Linked DNA regions of Rattus norvegicus: region 1 is linked to region 2. The links are chromatin contacts, called in public Hi-C maps. All regions are on one chromosome and are shown on one strand. Each heading gives the region's core, a stretch centred on a gene start, on an enhancer-like site or on the middle of the called end of the contact. The rest is flanking DNA. Distances are from core to core; before and after follow the strand shown. Region 1 overlaps LOC102554307 (a long non-coding RNA gene). Region 2 has its middle 160 kb from the start of Map3k1.

Region 1 (5,247 bases), core at 737-3,236, 110 kb before region 2:
TCTGTTGAGAAGCCATTAGACTTGTCTTTTGTTTGCTGATACAATTATGACTTTATTCAAACTGCAGACAGTAAAATACATAGAGAAATTTGGCTCTTTCCAAGACTCGGGCAGATGACTAGCTGAAGTTTTATGTGACAGTCGAGCAGATCTAAGCATGCTTCCTGCCTTCAGAGTAGAACGGTCACATGACGGTGGCCACATGATTATCTTGAGCTGTGGTGTGGTGTGTGTATGGGAAATTCCTCCCTGGTTAAATAGCAAAACTCCTCTCCTTTCTGTCTTTGAATATGACCACGTGAGGTATTATGCGGGGACTATGGAAGCAGCCATGTTGTTTCCATGCTCAAGAGGAGAGAGGATCACCAGGAAGCCCCCTGACATTGTGCTGTGCAGAATGACACCTTTGTTCTAATACCTAACAGCTGAAGGCACCCTGTACTATCCAGGCCAGAGCCGTGGCGAATCTGTGGCCATTACCCCTGATACCAAAGTGTCTCACTGTCTTGTCACCCAGATGAAGAAAATGGCGACATAACCTTCATTGGAGAGGGACTACTATTTGATGTCTTTGGGTAACACACACCTTCCCTGTCACCAACCTGAGCTGTCTCTAGGGGCCTGAAGAGATGTTTCTGAACTGCAGTGGTTTGACCTGCAACCAAGGCTCTGGCCACTCGACCAGCCCTTCCTCAAGACTTTCAGTAAGGACACCATGACTGTAGCTGGATTCCCAACTCGTTGTGCAGAGGTTAAAAAAAAAAAAAAAAACTGAATCCTGGGGCCGTGGTCAGGCCAAGCTTTCAAATGACATCTGAACAATGGTTTTGTTGAATAACTGTCTAGAAAAATACTCATGTCACTCTCCTGCTTCCTCACCCAACCTGCTCTCTCCAGTTCCGCACAGTCAGATGTCAGTACGTCTGTGCGTCCTCAGTTCCATGTTCCTTCTACAAGACATCTGCCTAAGGAGAGCAGTGGATAACGACTTTAAAAAGGAAAAGGAACCTGACCTGGAGAGACGGCTCAGCAGTGAAGAACACGCTGCTCTTCCAGAGGACCTGGGTTCAATTCCCAGCACCCACACGGTGACTCACAGCCACTGGTAACTCCAGGTGCAAGGGGATCTGACACCCTCTTCTGGCCTCTGAGGCACAATACCTATGTCACCACAAGGTAAGCAGGCAAGCATTCAGAAAGCCCATGTACACAAAGTAAAAATAATAAAATTTTAAAAAGCAAAAAGCAAATGAAAGACGAATGGAGTGTCTATCTTGTGAAACCAGCCATTGACCAGTAGATATACACTAAGAAGGAAAGGTGACACAATGGTACTCTACAGGGGTTTAGTCCATGTCACCACTTGGGGTGCCATTGAGACTTTATCAAAGTAGTGACTTTAGAACAGCAGTTTCCAGTCAACCTTTCCTTGAAGGGGCTCTCCCTGCCCCTTACTTGTGAAGCCCAGCTTCTCAGCAATGCTAATGTCCTGGCCTGGGAAGGGTGAGAAGAATCAGCTTATCCTTATCTAGTCAGCGCCAGGTTTGCTCATGCTGGCAGTTCCGAAGCCCACTGAGGTGCCCTGCTCAAGACCAAGGGCCAGGTACCCCACATCCTCAAAAGCAGTCGCTCCCTTCTTCACAGCTAAGCAGCTTTCTTAAAAATGAACGGAGGGAGAGGATGGGAGGAGAGGGAGGATTTAAGTAGTTCATACAGAGGTTTTGGTCAAAGCTCTCAGCAGAAACCCATTAAGACTTTCATTTTGTTGCTTTTCAGAACGTGAAATTTTAAGTGAAGTTTCAAAAACAGACCTAAAATCCCTCCCAGGAGAGCTGCTCCAGCCCCTGAATGCTGTGTGGGAACTACACAGAGCTACACGGGGCTGGTAGTTCCCGACTAAGGCTTCCCAGCCTCTCCTAATGTCTCCGGGGCCTGGCCCCAGGGAGCTCCTCTATGCAGATAAGGAGGCGGCCTTATCTGGTCCTAACAAGTTCTCTTTTCCAGTGAAAACCGCTCAGAAATTGGTTGCAGACCAGGGACTGGATTAGAGGCCAGAGCCAGGGCCAGCACCTCTAAGCAAACAGAAGGGTCACATGATTTATCGGGTGATGAGTGTTTGCTGGAAGGCCTGTGGTGTGAGGTTACCCTCCAGTCAGAGGGAGAGAGAAGGGGGAAAAAAGAAAACAAAACCTCTCACTTGCTTTTGTTTTTGAGGGAACCGCCTCTCCCGTGTGAACACGAGGTGGAGGTGGGGGTGGGGGGCTCTGCGCAGTGTCTGGGCAGAGAGCAGAGGTGGTGGCTTTGATGGGGGAGGGGCTGAACTGGACAAGCAGTCCGGGAATGCAGGGGTCTGTCATCAGGAAGCCATCTCCTTCCAGAGGCCACTTTCCAGATGTTTCCCCAAGTCTTTTTGGATGGTCTTATTTCCCAGGTTTTTCCCTCGCCTGGGTTTTCTGCTGATGATACCCAACCCCCAACATTTGATTGACAGCTGATGATAAATCCTTTATTAAAAAAAAAAAAACCTACTTGCCCACAGTTTTTGGAAATAATAGGTGGGAGCAGAAATGGACTGGAGGAACGAGAGTGGGGAAAATAGCTTTAGCACCTCCAGAAGAATACACAGAAGACTGCTGGTCTCCAGTGGGTGAGCTGTTTAATTCACTACCGAATTTCTAGAATTCCACGCACTGAATAGTCACTCTCAAGCATGCCACTTAAAATTTCTTGCCATTAAAATAACGTCCATAAATCAGAAACAGAATGCCAACATCCTAGTCTATGACTAGCCCAAAGACATGAGGGACGCACAGTCCATAGATTTAAAAAGAAAAAAACAAAAAACGCAGATGGTTTCTGAAACCGCATGAAGATGCTGAATTCTGTTAAGAAAACTTAAAATTATGTTTTGAAGGCAGTTGTTTCACTCCCAAGAGAAAGGCCAAAGCTACTGGATTACTTCTAAGAAAGAAATAAAAAGAATAAAAAGAGCTTCAGGGTTGTGATCCCGTCCTGGGTTTGGAAACCTGTGGTGGCTACACAGTGTGCTTCATTTGTGAAGATTTTTGAACTATATGCTGATGAACAATAGACTTTTCTTAAAATGTTTCTATTACAATTATTTAATATGTGCATTGAGATTATATTTTGTCTTATAATAATGATAAAGATAATATGAGAAATATATATACATGCATACATACATACATACATACATACATACATACATACATACATACGACAGAGGGTAGAGAATTGGCAGTCTCATATATGGACAAGGATATAAACAGCACAGTTTCTATGGAGAACAAACTTTGTCAGCCCAGAAAGTTGATAGAGCTAAGGTGCTCATTAAAATATTATTATATCTTCCTCCCCCCACCCCGTGTGTGTGTGTGTGTGTGTGTGTGTGTGTGTGTGTGTGCGCGGTGTTGCGTGTGTCTGTAGAAAACAACTTGCAGAGCTGGCTGTCTCCTCCACCATGTGGGTTCCAGCAGTGAGCTCAGGTCATGTAACTTGGCACTAAGTGTTTGTACCTACTGAGCCATCTCACTGGCTCTAGGCTATTCAGTTGAAGAGAGGGACCTAGTAAAGCATTGCACGTATAAACCAGAATGCGACCCAACTACAAAGGGAGTCTGGAACTTGAGTTTTACGGCAGTAGAAAAACCTCCGAATTATATTTCTATCCAAACAGAAAAGGCAAGGTACAGAAAAGCATGCTCTGCTGATAAACAAGACGGGGCAAAACTGAAAGGGATAAACTCTGCAAGAATACAGAGGATTCTGTTAGACCAGTTTCCAGAAACAACTTTCTAGAGGGAAATAAATACGATCAAGATAAGGACTTTGGCTGTTTGGTTTTCTGTAACTTTTGAATTGTGAATCACACGACAGTACATTCGGATCAATTAAAGGCATTTCGCATTGTAAGACTGTGTTTTCTGTCTATAACAGTGTCTATACACTGTGCATTATATTACTTAGTCAGCTGGACATATCCTAATTTCAGAAATGTTCATCTGAGAAAACCACAGCCATGTAGAAGGGAGAAAACCAGTTGAACGTTTACTTTGTTGACTACTCCCCAGTATCAGCCCCGATCACAGACTACCATTCTGCACCAATTACTGAAAAAAAATTTTTTTTTGCCCATTCAGTATCATTTGCTAAATGACTGTGTCATTCACTAGCTGAGGCTCTGTTGTGACCGCTGTATCATTTTCTGCCCTTTCCAGTGCTTCCCGAATAGTCTCTTGTTTCCTCACTGCTGGGCCATCGGTTGATCCTCCCTCCACTGTGCTATCTCCCACATCTCTCTAATGACCCTCATCCTGTGTCTGACAGACATTTTCTGTTTTGACAAGGTAAAATCGATCGGCGAGAATTATACACACACGCAAAACATCTCCACACAAAGCCCAGTACAGAGAACGATTCAAGCCTTGTCCACTTCCTTGCAGATAATAACTTGGGAAGCAGTTTTAATGGGCAGATGAATTCTAAATGGAGATCTCTGTTTGAACTTCACGATCCTTAAATAGAAGCCAAGGGCAGACATCCTGCCTTTTGGCCTGACTTTTGCCATTGGAAGCATTTAGGAGTACACGAGTATTTGTTTGCTCTTCTGAAAATGAGACCGGTTCGGTGTATGCCCCAGTGGAGTGGCTAGACATATCCCTCCCTGCCCATCTGTCCCTGGGACCCTATGGAAAACCCTGACCAAGCCTTTAGTAGCTCAGCCATTGGCTTTTGAAGGAGGGCCTGGTTGAATTCTGAATTCGACGACTCCAAAATGGATGTTTCTGGCGAGCCAGGCTAAGGAGGTAGGTGGTTTGAGAATATGAAGTTGAATTTTCAATTTTCATCTCACAGACTTAAATACATTCTGGAGAAAAAAAAGACAAAGGCTGTGGAGATGTTTAGATTTAGTACCAGTAACCTGCAGCTCAAAGAAAGCATGATAATCCAAGGTTGTCTGGGGACATCGGTCCTGTGGCACTGCTGTTCTAACCTCCAGAACTGAGGAAAAGCCATTGTTGGAACTGTTACTGACAAACCACACAAGGAAGAGATCCTTTGGCATAGAAGGGACACACTTCTGCTCACCTGCCATTACCCGCCATTGTTGAAAGCCTGAGTTCCAAAGTTAAAGACGTTTAAGCCTTCTTTGTGGAGGAAAATGACACTGGAAATCCTGCGCGTCAGAGACCAGATGCCCTGAAAACTGACGGTCAAATTCCAGGG
Region 2 (5,545 bases), core at 2,421-4,920:
TGTAGTAATATTAAATGACATGATCCTTACTTTTTAGACTATGCAAATCCCCTGAGGTGCTCAGAAACTCAAGAGATCTGGGCTATTTATACTTCAATATCAAACAAACAATAAATTAGCTCAGCGCTTTTCTCTTCTTCCTACACAGTTTAATGTCAATGGAGCCAAGAACTGATAGTTCCTGGTACTTCCCCTCCTATTTTTCTACCAAATTAAGGAACTTTTTAAAGTCAGCTGATGTATAAGGAAAACATTTCCTTTTCTCACCTGCCTTCTGCAGGCAGGTCATCAGTTTGATACCCATAATTCCTCACCTTGGTCTAATGCTCAGATTACTCTCCTAACACTAGTGTACTCTAAAGCTGCATAAACAGACTAAGCTGCCTGCTCAGGACCCCGCCGCACTGCTAGAAGGTGCAAACTGCAAATGCAGGGCCTGCTATTCCAAAGGGAAAGAGAATTCCAAGGTGGCCGTAGTGACAGAGAATTCATCCCACCCACCGCTGGGAACTGCAAAGCGTGGGGCTCCGTCTGATGACTGAGTTGGTGACATTCCTAGAAGTCCGGCCCTGCTTCTAGTCACAGAGCAGCCACCCCCATCGTCAGTTTGGCCCAACAAGTTTAAAGCTGCCCACAACTCTTGCTTTAATCCGCCCTGCTCTCTTCTTGGCATTCTTATTGAAGAGCCCTGGCAGGCCAGCCTCTGTCCCCTTCTTACTCTGCACAAAAAAGGTCAGCTTTGTGGATAGAACAATAGCTTACATTTCCATTCAGTACTAGTCGTGTGTGTGTGTGTGTGTGTGTGTGTGTGTGTGTGTGTGTGTGTGTATACATGTATACATGTATATGTTCATACATATATAGAGAGAGATTATAAGAATAACACACACATATATTATATATATTACACACACACACACACACACACACACATCTTTCCCCCATGGGATCCAGGGATCAAACTCAGGTGGTCAGGCCCTCATGGTGTCTTTACTCACTGAACCATCTCTCCAACCTACATTGCTCTCTTTCTGAGCCAAGCAAATTGAGTCACTGTCCCCTCATCTGTGGACTCTGATCACCTAACCCTGGTCTCTTCAGACCTTTGCTCAATGTTTATAGCCTCCGTGATATCTTCCCAGGTCAGCTGAGTGACTACAGTTCATACAGAGTGTGGTAAGAACAGCACAACCTGCTCCCCTGCCTGATTTCAGGACACTAAAAGGTGCTAGGTAAGTAAGGATGTAGCAGACATGATGAGTGTCTCCTGTGCAAAGCTCACGGGCCCTGGTCTTAAAGAACTCCTATCATCCCAAACGCCTCCTCATTTGTTTGCGTTTCTCTTAACAGAATATCTAGTCCTGTGCAGACAGGTCTCAGTAGATCCGTGAGATGGGACTATGGCTGCCATCTTGTTTTTACCTGAATCTTTTTACATGTCCTACTTCCTCACTCTTCAGTCTTAAAGATGGAAGGAAGACAGATGAGGCATAGAGCCAGATCCTCGGTTCCTAACCATGACTGTCACGAGCTTTGGGACCACAGGCTGGTGAGTTGGTTAACCTTTCCAAGCTCCCATTTCCTGATCCACTGAGTGGGCTAATGGGTGCCTACCCTGCCTACCTACCACACAAGACAGAATTCCCCCAAGAAAGGACGATATTTGAAGGCAAATGAGATATTCTCCTCTCTCTAAACAGAACTCTCTGTCAGTGTTCAATGCATGTTAGATGAAAGGATTAAAACCACTAATAATCTAGGGGTAGGCAAAAACCATTGTATTTCCCCTTGAAATCTGGAAGATTGCAACGTTCCTTTGTAGGAGTAAAAGAGCAGTCCATCCTCAACAGAAACAGTCACTTCCTCTTCTCTTCCCTTTGGTTTCAGCACTGTAATGTGAGTTCACAGTCACTTTACTCTCCCAGCTTCCACTCTCTCTAATTACACGGTGTCACGAGCCAAAAGATAGACCACGAGATCTCGATGTTGCTACAACTTGCAGGTGACGCAAATTATCATTAGCACGCCGCATCCGAAACCGAGTTAGATCGCTTCACCCAAAATGCTCCAAGGGGGAAAAAACAGCCCACTGTAATGACAGAGCGAAGGCAGAGGCGGAGGTCACAGCTCCCGGAACACAACAACCTGTAGATGTTTGAAGAAAAGCGAATTATTGCTAGGCAGGTCTTGACCGAGACTAAACTAACTGCGTTTATCCTGTAATGAGTTTTCACAAAAATAATGCTACCAGCGCAGTTCAGACATGCGAAAACTCCCGGCTAAGCTGGCTTCCAGACATAAGGCCATCAGTGCATTCAGAGAAACAGTCGCTGCAATTATAACTAATTAACTGTCCTAAACAGTTGGGAGCCGGTTCGAGAGGTCTGAGCTGAAATGCAAATGAGGAGGGAGGGGCCTGCTGCAAAGAGGCGGTGCGGCATATTTGTTTTGTTTTGACTTCTTTCCAGACATATTTCAGTTTGCATAAGTATTTGAAGGTCGGATCAGACAGGATTTACAGCACAATGGTATCAGGAATGTCTTTATGAAAACTCTGATATGGTCTAAATTAGGTTTCAAGAAGGGGCGGGGCAGCCGTGGGAGCTCGAGTCTGTATCAGTGTCTACTCTGCAACCTGCTGGGCACTCGAACCACTTCATCGCAGGTCGGCCTTAGAGCCAACAAGTGGATTTCAACTATCGATTTCTGCAGCATCAGGGCAGCCTGGAGGGGGCTTGCTCACCCTCCGATTTCAGCACTGCTCCTGTGACCTTTGGTTGACCTTGGGCTCTGCTAGCAGAGGGTTAAAGTTGTCTTTTGGCATTGGAGCCTGTTCTTTTCCGTCTCCAAATGCTTTCAGAGAAATCAGAATGAACCCCACCCCTCCGCAGTGGGCAAGCTCCTTCCTGTAGAAGCAAGACTTAGAGAGGATCCCACTTGCTCCTGTGAAACCGGCTCTGAATTCAGCACAGAAATTCCTTCTCTTTCTCGAGAAGTCTGTCTTCCCCTCAGCCTCTAATTTCCCAAAGGCCACCTTTGGAGTCTTCTCCACGAAGGCAGATAAAACAAAGCAATGTGTAAAGAAGTCCAAAACTCTGTGTGCTTTTAAGGACAGAATGAAGCCAAGCCAGGCAGTATCCTGACATACTGAACCAGAAGAACCCTCTCCTCCATAAACTCAGATCTCTTAGCAATTGTTTCTCCCTGAAGGTGGTGGTTGAAGGGAAATAAGTCAGGGGACCTGAAACTGCGTGAGCAGAGTCTCTCTAATGATGCCCATTTCAGTGTTCTGGAGGGTTATTTTGTGGTGCACTGTGGAGTGAGCAGGAAAGCCTCCACAGAGAGGTTTAATTGTTTACATTCAATGAAAGGAAAAGTCTGACTAGAAGTGCTCAGATATAATCTTGCTCTGATTAAAATGGTTCTATTGTGCTATGACCCATAGCTCTGTTAGAAAGGTGAATCCAGGACTTTGCCCAACCATAGGCACCCGTTTTATACAAGGGAGCTATACATGCAGGCATGGACGGACAGACACGCCTGGTGGCTCGCAGCCATCCTTGCTGCAAGAAGGGTTTATTTTCCTTTAGGAACCCACAGCTGATCAGTGTTCTGCTGCCCGGGCTGTTTCATAACTTTCCGTGTAATTAAGCAGTTGGCATGACCTTCCGTAGCAAGATAATAACAGGAGTTGGCCAAGGCAGGGCCTATACACCAGAACCCTTTGGGCTGCTCAAGCGTTCAAATAAATGCGAAGCCATCTTTTTAATCCCAAACCCCACGTGTGCACACAGACACACAGTCATGCACACACATACTGCTAGCAAACGTGATACTGGTTCCTGTAACTCAGTAATCACAGGGTACAATTCAAAGATGGAGGGGAGGTGCCCTGTGCGTCATTTCTTAAAAGCCACCAGATGGGCCTGAAGGTGTGTATCGAAGTCACTCATTTTCAAGAGGCAAATCTCTACAGATTGCCCGAAACAAGCTGGTTTTGAAGGAAATACATAGGACTTAAAAAGGAAACACACTAGCGGAGCACGGCCACTAAGCACCGAGTGAAATCATGTCTCCTGCACAGCACAGAAAGCAAGCAGTAGATGTGAGAAGGAACAGCATACAGAGACTGCTGCCACCGGTGCCGTTCCTACAGGGGCAGCCACCACCAGTGCTGTTGCTTCCTGTGTTCCATGTGCTGCCTCTGCACTGAGGAAGGGGCATTTGATTCTCTCCTTGGAGCAGAGCTGTATGCTTGACTGGACAACTACAGCAAAAGTGTGTCTGTGACTTCTGAGCTGCCCTCTTAGTACCAGCTGTACAAGTTCCCCCAGGGACTTTTGAAACTCTGGCTGGTGGAATGTTTCTGCTGGGACCTTATCTCTATGCTGTGTGAGACCTGAAGCTCAATAAAACCACAAGTAGCTTGCAGTGAGCATCCGGGGGCAGCTGCAGGCTTGACAGAGGCCAACGTGGGGAGTGTGCACCCTTGTTAATAACAGCCTGCAACCGCATGAGGATTCTGAGCAAGAACTACCCACCGAAACCCAGGCAATGCTGCAAACACGATTGTGTAGATTGTGAGCATGTGTGGGGCTAACAAGCACAGAGTCTTTGCTCATTTCTTTTCATTGATTTATAAGAGCCACCTGTCAATGAGGGACAGTAACTCTTTACTGGATGTTTTAAATATTTTTTGTTCATTTTAAAGGATTCATACATACATACATATACACACATACACACACATATATATTATATATTATATATTATATACTATATACTATATACTATATATTATACTATATATTATACTATATATTATACTATATATTATATTATATATGTGTGTATACACACACACACACACACACACACATACATATACATACATACAATGTGCTTTGGTCATAATCACTTTCACATTCCCTACCAACTCTTCTTAGATCCACACTATAATCCCTTGCCCCTTCAAACCTTGTATCCTCTTATATGTATGTGTGTATGTTAATCTATATGTATATCTATATACCTATATATTTATGGAGATATGGCTATATAGCTATATATCATCTATATATCTATGCCTATGTCTGTCTATATCTATACATCACTGAGCTCGACTCGTACATGCTGCCCATATACTCTTGGTACAGGGTCATCCACAAGAGCACAGCAACCACACTCACAGAAAACTGACTCCATTTCTCAGAAGCCACGGACTTGATAATCCCTCAGTTAGGGGCAGGGAATCACAAGCCCCTCCGCTCTCCATGCTAGAATGTTGGAATGCTGACTGGCTTGGTCTTGCACGGGTCTTGTACAGTTTGCCTGACATTTTCACGCATTTTTCCCCCATTTCACCAGTTCGCCTTTCCTCTGCCATTCAGTTTTTTGTTTGTTTCAGTTGTGATATGATCAATAGTTTCAGTTATTTGATTCGATGGTTTCCGTTTTTCTACACCATTTCAAAGTCCTATTTTATGCCAAGTCTATACCCATTTATTTGACCATATATGTATGAGATTAACAAATATTCATTATT

What was found. A called contact is a pair of places that touch in the nucleus more often than the background predicts.
Region 1: a contact with region 2 is called in a Hi-C map of liver, with 2.9 times the contacts expected there. The contact joins two enhancer-like sites. A contact is called at or near these places in 2 of 12 Hi-C or Micro-C datasets (Schwann cells and liver).

Annotation. Positions count from the first base shown.
Region 1 is chr2:45,411,815-45,417,061 of GRCr8, reverse strand. The region is part of intron 1 of LOC102554307 (a long non-coding RNA gene); the gene reads right to left. Among named protein-coding and RNA genes, the nearest start is that of Ankrd55, 230 kb to the left of the region's middle. Within about 2 kb of position 1,986, at least 25 of the 93 cell types and tissues checked have an H3K27ac peak or open chromatin away from gene starts, as enhancers often do. A contact at or near this core is called in liver, where this site is marked.
Region 2 is chr2:45,304,831-45,310,375 of GRCr8, reverse strand. No RefSeq gene overlaps it. Among named protein-coding and RNA genes, the nearest start is that of Map3k1, 160 kb to the right of the region's middle. Within about 2 kb of position 3,670, at least 13 of the 93 cell types and tissues checked have an H3K27ac peak or open chromatin away from gene starts, as enhancers often do. A contact at or near this core is called in liver, where this site is marked.